Regions from separate parts of the Sus scrofa genome. Here region 2 is linked to region 1. Evidence: chromatin contacts called from public Hi-C data. All regions are on one chromosome and are shown on one strand. The core of a region is the stretch at or near the end of the contact, and the rest is flanking DNA. Distances in the headings are between cores, read along the strand shown. Region 1 overlaps IFT122 (intraflagellar transport protein 122 homolog). Region 2 has its middle 16 kb from the start of PLXND1.

What was found. Hi-C and Micro-C count contacts between places; a contact is called where the count stands out from the background.
Region 2: a contact with region 1 is called in a Hi-C map of liver, with 6 times the contacts expected there. The contact joins two enhancer-like sites. A contact is called at or near these places in 2 of 5 promoter capture datasets (fetal skeletal muscle and liver), 32 of 47 Hi-C or Micro-C datasets (adipocytes, adipose tissue, alveolar macrophages and 16 more) and 2 of 2 datasets of contacts at active chromatin or transcription factors (alveolar macrophages and skeletal muscle).

Annotation. Positions count from the first base shown.
Region 1 is chr13:68,876,082-68,879,872 of Sscrofa11.1, reverse strand. It overlaps IFT122 (intraflagellar transport protein 122 homolog), which reads right to left. Exons shown (of 30, transcript XM_021069363.1): 16 at 1,885-1,938. Among named protein-coding and RNA genes, the nearest start is that of RHO, 31 kb to the left of the region's middle. Within about 2 kb of position 1,857, at least 29 of the 83 cell types and tissues checked have an H3K27ac peak or open chromatin away from gene starts, as enhancers often do. A contact at or near this core is called in fetal liver, liver, retroperitoneal adipose tissue and 1 more, where this site is marked.
Region 2 is chr13:69,010,431-69,014,221 of Sscrofa11.1, reverse strand. No RefSeq gene overlaps it. Among named protein-coding and RNA genes, the nearest start is that of PLXND1, 16 kb to the right of the region's middle. Within about 2 kb of position 1,896, at least 28 of the 83 cell types and tissues checked have an H3K27ac peak or open chromatin away from gene starts, as enhancers often do. A contact at or near this core is called in fetal liver, liver, retroperitoneal adipose tissue and 1 more, where this site is marked.

The DNA of each region.
Region 1 (3,791 bases), core at 608-3,107:
GACACTGAATCAAACTCCTAGACAAGCTGGTGAAAGTTCTAACAGCTGGAGGCAGCATGCTTCCCCAATAACAGAAGTAATTTTTAAAAACCAAAAAAAGGAAAAAAAAAAACAAAAAACAAAAAAGGCCCAACCCCAAACTACAAATAGTTTAAGCTAATCAGCCAAATACACTAATTCCTAATAGTAGGAAATGAATTCAAACCTTGCAGAGATAAGGAAATAGGTCTCACTAGGCACGGGATTTAGGCCAAATCCATCCCAGGCCCTGGGATCTTGCCACAATCAATACAAAGCATTCAGTGCACTCAGTGGGTGGGGGCCACATGGAGAGGCTCTCTTCCCACCTCATTGATGGTCAAAGGGGCCCAGGAAGGAGGCTGGGTTCTTGGGAACAATGCTGATGCATAGAAGCAAGCAACTCAGGCCTTGGAGCAAACAAAAAGGATCCTCACTCAAAGGCACTTGACTCTTTTGCAAGGGACATTTCTGATAAGTGTACTTGGCCCAGCTCACAGCATACCCGGAGAAGCAGTGACATGACCTCAACAACATGTGATTGATGGCCAGAGCTGGTCCACAAGGAGGGTGGTTACTTTTGCATACAGGAAAATTATGTTTCATGATTTTGGATTGAGACCACTAGATCCAGAAGATCCATGGCTCGGCCCACAACAGGTGACAAACTTGGCCCCCGACGATAAGCAGTACTGGGCATACTGGGCAGATGACTCTGAACAAGTCCTTTGCCATGCCGTGCAGCTGCTCTTATTTCTGTGCTGGGGAGGGAGAGGGGGTGTCGGGCGTGGAGTGCCCAGAAACAGCATGGCCTGGAGTAAGGACAGCACGAGTTTGGAAAAGGGAACTGGCTTGAATTCCAGCTGATCTTTTTGCCTTGGAGACGTGACATAGCCTTTCTGAGCCTTAGGTTCCTTATTTATCAAACAGGGGTAAGAACAGCAGCTGCCTCATTAAGTTGCTATGAGGATTTGGAACCATGTACACAGGATCACGTGTGCTCACAGAGCAGGCACTGCAAATGGCACCTATTATTAAGCCGAGTAGGCTGTGAGCTCCTGCAGGCCTCTCTTCCACTCAGTTCTCTGCCCACTGGGCTCAGCACATGGCTCGGTCCACGACAGGTGTTTATAAAGCAGTACTGAATCGAAGGGACGAGACACTGGCTAATCTCCTCGCTGCTTCCATATGTGGATTCAACTGTGTCTCACACTCTCATAGCCTCACAATAAATCTGCTAGGGGAAGAATGTGTGCACCTTTTCACAGACAGACAGAAAGCATGAAGGCACAGGGAATGATGAATACTGTCTGCCATCACCTAGCAAACGGTGCGGGCAAAACTAGCCTCCAACTCTGCTCCTTTGTCCCCAGGTGGGCTGCGAAGGGATCAGAGCTCCCCAGCACCCAGTTCAGGGCCACGCCTCCCTCCCCAGGGTCTGCAGCTGAGGGTGGATATGGACCATGTGGTCTGAGAAATGCCTCCTACATTGGCACATTGTGGGCGCCTTGTGGGGTGGTAACTAGCTAACAGCCACAGGGAGGAGGAAATCCAGTTACCAAGAACCTGTTTAAACCCCCCAGCAACCCCAGGAGGCAGGTTTCATTCCACTTCACAACCGAGAAACCCAAGCTCAGAGGGAAGGGCCTCCGTGTCTCCCCCAGCTGCCAAGTGGCAGACGCCCTCCCTGCTCCCACACGCCAGTTCTCCCGCGTGGCACTCTGCCCCCATCGCAAGGCTGTGGTCAGGAAGCCCAGACACCCGTGGGCTCTGTCCCCGTGTCCTCTCGGCCCCGCCTGCTAGAGCTGCCTGTACAGCACTGTCAGCATGTCTGCGCTTCCCTGAGAAGAGGACGCCATCTGTCACCTCGATGCTGCTGATGAGCTGTAAATAGCGGAAGTCCTGCACTCGGGTGAAGGCCTACAGGGGAAGAGAGCAAAGAGCAAAGAGCAAATCAGCTACCTTCTAGCTGCACAAGTGGGTGACTGGCTATGGGTGGGAAGTCAAGCTTTATAAAGTGAGCCCATGAGGAGGGAAAGAAACGAGCACTGATTAATCACCGTGTATTTGGGAGGGTTCTGCCACCCAGGGAGGCACGGCTTTATCCCTGGGATCTGTCCACACGAAGAATGGCAAAGAAGCCCTGGTTTCATCACTCACTCTGTGATTAGGGAAACAAAGCTGGGATCCTGCAGCCAGGGATGGGGCTGGCTGGGAGGAACCCCTAAGAAGGAGGGCAGACAAGGCCAGTCTGAGCCCTGAGGTGGCAGCCATGGGGCGAGACTGCCTGGGAAGAGACTGCAGACCCACCTCAGTGACCAGGGACAGCCACACTGACCAGCGGGGCACAAACACAGGGTGCCCAGAGCCCGTGGTGCTGGCACAGAGGGAGACAAAGGACACAGATGGTTTCTGGAAGGAAGGGGGAGGCAGGGACTGCAGTCCCTGGAAGCCAAACTCTTAGGGAAATCCTACAAGTACAGTAATGTCAGAGACTTTAACCCATGGGCTGCTAGGAACTTTGAGGCAGTTTTCCACTGGCAATTGAAGTTAGCTAAGCATCTTGGCGCTATCAGATTCTGCAAGTGGTTTAGAGGAGCATAACCCTGCACGTCAGGCTGATCTTTAGTGGCTTTGCTGCCCTTTCTATCCAGGCATGCTCCTTTACACAGCCCTCTATGAAGTGGGCTGACACACACCTGGGGGAATGTCCAGGTCCAGGAACCCTCAGAGTTTAAAAAGCACAATGACAATCCTGGCCACATGTGTCCCTACTTAGCTGCACAACATCCTCCATCCAAAGAAATGGGGAAATGAGCAAGTCATCTGGCCTCTGGCTGCCTCACAGGTGACCACAATGTGACTTCATCATCTCATCCTTCAGGGCCAGGCATCCTGTCAGGGGCTGGGGACCTGGCCCTCATCCCCCTCGGAATATTCTAAAAGGGGAGGCAAGGAGATTAAACAGATCATGGAACCTCCTTGAGCTAAGAGCTATATAACAATGAACCAGACGCCCTGGAGAACACAGACCCACTGGGCATGGGCCACAGCAGGAAGCAGGATGAAGTAGAGCCTTGCACAGCAGTAACAAGAGAGGGATCCCTTGAACGGGTCAGGCAGGGTCCACATGAGCAAGGGATGGAGGGCTCAGAATACCTTCTTGCCAGGCAGTAGGTCTCCAGATATATTGGAGCAAAGTGGCAGAAAGGAAAGAAGGAGCACGCAAGGTCTCAGGCCTGGCTCTGAGAACTCCCAGCCGGGGGCCTGAACCCTCCCTGCTGCCATGCTGCCAGGGACAGGGACAAGCTAGCAAGGAATCCTGCTCTGCTAGGATTTTGGGACTTGCCACCGTGAGAAACCTGTTTCCGAGTTCCTTCAGCCCTGACACATTCTGCAGAGTCAAGGATGCCTTGGTCAGAGTGGTCAGAGTCACAAGGCCATGATAACCTCAAGCCAAGGGAAGTGTGGGAACACGGAGCAGGGCCGCATCCCCACGTACTAAGCAGCTCTCCTCTGCCATCTAGTGGGGACACCGGTACCTCCTAGTGTACTTGGGTGACTTGGCAAAGCAGATGAAAAAGAAAAGGTGGGCACTTGGAATTTGGCAAAAATGATCAAGTTTTAGTCTGTAGTTAAAATCTTGTGGGCTTAACACAGTAATTTCTATTCTCAGGGAGTATCTGGGGGATACAGAGTTGGAGTGTCATTAAACATGTGGAGGGTCATTCCAGTTTAGTTTTTGTCCTTCAAACACGTGCTGACACCTGATG
Region 2 (3,791 bases), core at 647-3,146, 130 kb before region 1:
TCCCAGATGTCCAGCCCCCAGGGGAAGGAGCTGGCGCTGAGTCCCAGGTCAAAGGGATGGGGTAGGGTTTCACCCTGGGTCTTCCTGCTGGGTCACCCTGCTCAGCCATCTCCAACAAGGAGCCTGTCTTGGTCCACTCAGGCTGCTAAGACAGGCTACCTAGACTGAGTGGTGTATTAACAACTTTTATTTCTCACAGTTCTAGAGACTGGGAAGTCAAAAATCAATGTAGAAGCAGTATTGGTGCCTGCCAAGAGCCTCCTTCCCAACTGGTATGTGGCTGTGCTCCCCATGTGCCTTCACATGGAAGGAGGAACAAGTGAGTTTTCTGGGGTCTCTGTTTTGAGGGCACTAATCCTATTCATGAGGCCTCCACCTTCATGACCTAATTACCCCAAAAGTCCACCAATCATTTTGCGGGTTAGGAGTTAACATGTGAATTGGGGGAGGGGTGCATTCAGTCTATGTAGAGCCTCTGGAAGAGTCCTTGAAAGAGGAATGAGGGGAGTGAACACAGGTGCTGTGTTTGGAAGCTAAGGATGTGGGAAGGAAGCTGGATCACTGGGGGCCACTGCCTGCATCCACGGGCACCTGGAAGCCGGGATCTGCCTCTGAAGCCCTTGTGATCTGAGTTTTGGAAGATGGAGAGGTGATGCTAGGAGGGGCCTGCCCACGTGCCTTCAATAAATCTTTATTGCATATCCACTGTGTGATGCACACTGTCAGGCACAGAGCCCCTGGCCTGGTGGCGGTCCCAGTCTAGCTGGAGAGTTGGATGATAGCCCCAAAGATTTCTTTGGTCTGGGAGGGCCTCTTTGAAGGGGGACATTTTAGCCGCCCTGGGAAAAGGGTGTAACAGGCAGAGGGAATAGCAAAGGTGAAGGCCAGGAGACCAGGCCCATGTTGCTTCTGCAGAGAGCGATGGGCACAGTGGGAGGGGCCGAGGTTGGTGAGGGCACCAGATCGGACACTGTCTTGGTCGGTCTGGGTAACACAGCCCCCACAGCTCAACAGCAGAAATTTCTCATCTCACAGTTCTGGAGGTCCGAAGTCCAAGATCAAGGTGCCCGCGGACAGGTCTGGTTTGCCCTGAGGACTCCCTCTCCTCTGCCTGCAGATGGAGCCCTTCTCACTCCATCCTCACATGGTCTTTCTTCACGTGTGTACAAGCCTCTGTGCTCATCTCTTCTAAGTGTCACTAGTCACTAGTCCTGTTGGCCTGGGCCCACCCATATGACCTCATTTTAACTTAATCACCTCTTAAAAGGCCCTGTCTCCAAGACTACATTCCAAGGTATGGGGGTTGGGACATTATGAATTTGGGGGGACACAGTTCAGCCCATAACAGATGGCTTTTGCTCTCAGGGAGGTGGGGGGCCTGGGTCAATGTTGAGCAAGAATAGACAAGATCTGATTTGCATGTTAAGAGGATCTCTTTGGCACCAAGGCCAAGAGAAGAATAGACTGCAAGGGGCAGGGGGGGCAGGGCAGGACCAGGCCAGAAGACTGCTGGACCTGGGTAGCAGAGTAGGTGGGGAGCAGGGCTCAGACTCTTGTTATGTTTAGGAGGTGGGGCCTGTAAGTTTCCCAAAGATTGGAGGTTGGGGGTGGGGTGGGGGGATGGGCCCTGGGCCCTGGCTGAGGGAGGCACAGGCTTCTCCTTCCTTGCTCCATGATTCCTCATCCACCAAGTGCCTACCAGGTGCCGCCCTGACCCTGTGGGTGAAGCAGGCAAGGCCTGGAAGCAGAGCCCAGGCCCTGGGCGTGCTGACTTGGGCCTCTCCTCCTCCGGCCCTTCCTCCTAACTCCTGGCCGCAGAGCCTGACCCCCACTTGGACAAACATCTTGTGGCCCGTTTCCGCCTCGCCTGCCCGGAGCCCCAGCCTCGCCTGAACAAACACTCGTGACCTGTGCTTCCGGCCTCAGCTCTGGGAAAAGCCCAGCCAGGGGCTGTTGAGGTCAATCCTGTAGGGAAGTGGGAAGGAGGCACCAGGCCCCTGCATGGGGTCCACCAGGCCTGCTTCTGTGCTGGGCTTCAGTGTCCTCATCCCTAAACTGGGCCTAATCACACCCTCCTCAGGTGGCCAAGGGAGGCGGGTAGCACTGCCTGGGCCTGGCACTGCGAGGCCTTGGTGGGGAGGCTCCAAGGGACACTCCCAAGGGACCACAGTGCTAGAAGGAGCCAGATTTTAACTTCCCATTCGACTTCCCATTTTCTGAAAAGTGTCCCATGGGGCTGCACCTCCAGTCCTGTCCCCTTCACTGCAGAGCCTCCCAGTGTCCCTGTCAGAGGTTAAGAACCCAGTCAGGATGGGGGCAGGAGTGGACATTCTTTTTTTTTTTTAATTCAGTGAATTTTATTATATTTATAGTTGTACAACTATCACCATAACCTCATTTTATTTTATTTTGTTCTTTAGGGCTGTGCCCACAACATATGGAGGTTGCCAGACTAGGGGTTGAATTGGAACTGTAGCTGCTGGCCTATGCCACAGCCATAGCAACACCAGATCCAAGCCACATCTGCAACCTACACCACAGCTCACAGCTACACCACATCCTTTATCCACCAAGCGAGGCCAGGGATCAAACCCGCATCCTCATGGATACTAGTCAGGTTCGTTACCACTGAGCACAGCTGGAACTCCACCACAACCTGATTTTAGAACATTTCTATCCCAAACCCCCAGTCCGTCTTCCCCTTAACCTGTCTCCACATAAGTGGAGTGGACATTCTTGACGATGCAAGTATGTGAAAATGGTTGACTTGAGGAGTGATCTCCCCAACCTTGGTCATATTAGCAGATGCAGCTGGACATGCAGGAGGTGAGTTTGCCAGCATTTTCCTCCTCATTCACAGCTCCTAGCGCCCTGTGAACTGTAGCATGCAGTGGGCAAGCTAGCAGTTCTGGGGTCAGAGAGATCCAGATTCAAATCCCAGCTCTGCTGTGTGACCAGCCCATCAGGTATATGGGTGTGAAGGGAAGCTGCCTGGGGATTGAGTGGGCTGGTTAGGGAAGAGCACGGGCACCCACCGAGGGCTCACTCACCCAGGGGCATGAGGAGGCCCACGGTCAAAGGCCCTGGGTCTCCCGTCTCCATCTCACTGGGGGTCCAGGCTGGTTCACCACTCAACCCCCTACGTGAACGCTTTTGCAAAAGAAAGCCTCCCGGCTGGGATTTGATTTTGATTTTGTTTTTGTTTTTCAGGCAGGATCTGGGAGTGGAAACAATGGAATTAATATATGTGTGGGTTCGTTTTGTTTTGTTTTGTTTTGTTTTTCCTTTGGAGCAGTTTCTCCTCATCTGAGAGTTGTGGGGTTGGATTCCCACCTCATCTTCCGGTCTTTGGAGAAGCCACCAGGGCGTGGGTGGGGAGGTCAGGGAGGGGAGATGTATGGGGGGAGGTGAGGGGAAGGAAGGTCCAGGCAGGGCCAGCAGGAGGAAAAGAAGTGATGTGCTCCTTCTTGCCTCTGGGTCTTGGCACTGACTGTCTGCTCTCAGCCTCTCAACCTCTAACCCCCCTGGTAGCCCTATGCCTCCCTGAGATCAGGCACCACTTCTTCCCAGAAGCCCTCCCTGACTTCCCCCACCAGGGCCACCCCTACTAGAGCACCTTTCCTGCTCTCATTAATCTGCGCTCCATCGTCCACTGTGGGCTGCTGGTATTGATTTACAGCCCTCCCCTTTTTCTGTGTAAGACTCTGAGCTCAGCAGGGGCCTAAAGGCGGCCCTCAGGGGACATTAAGCTAAGTAGGGCTTTGAAAGGAGGACCCAGTCCCTGCACGATG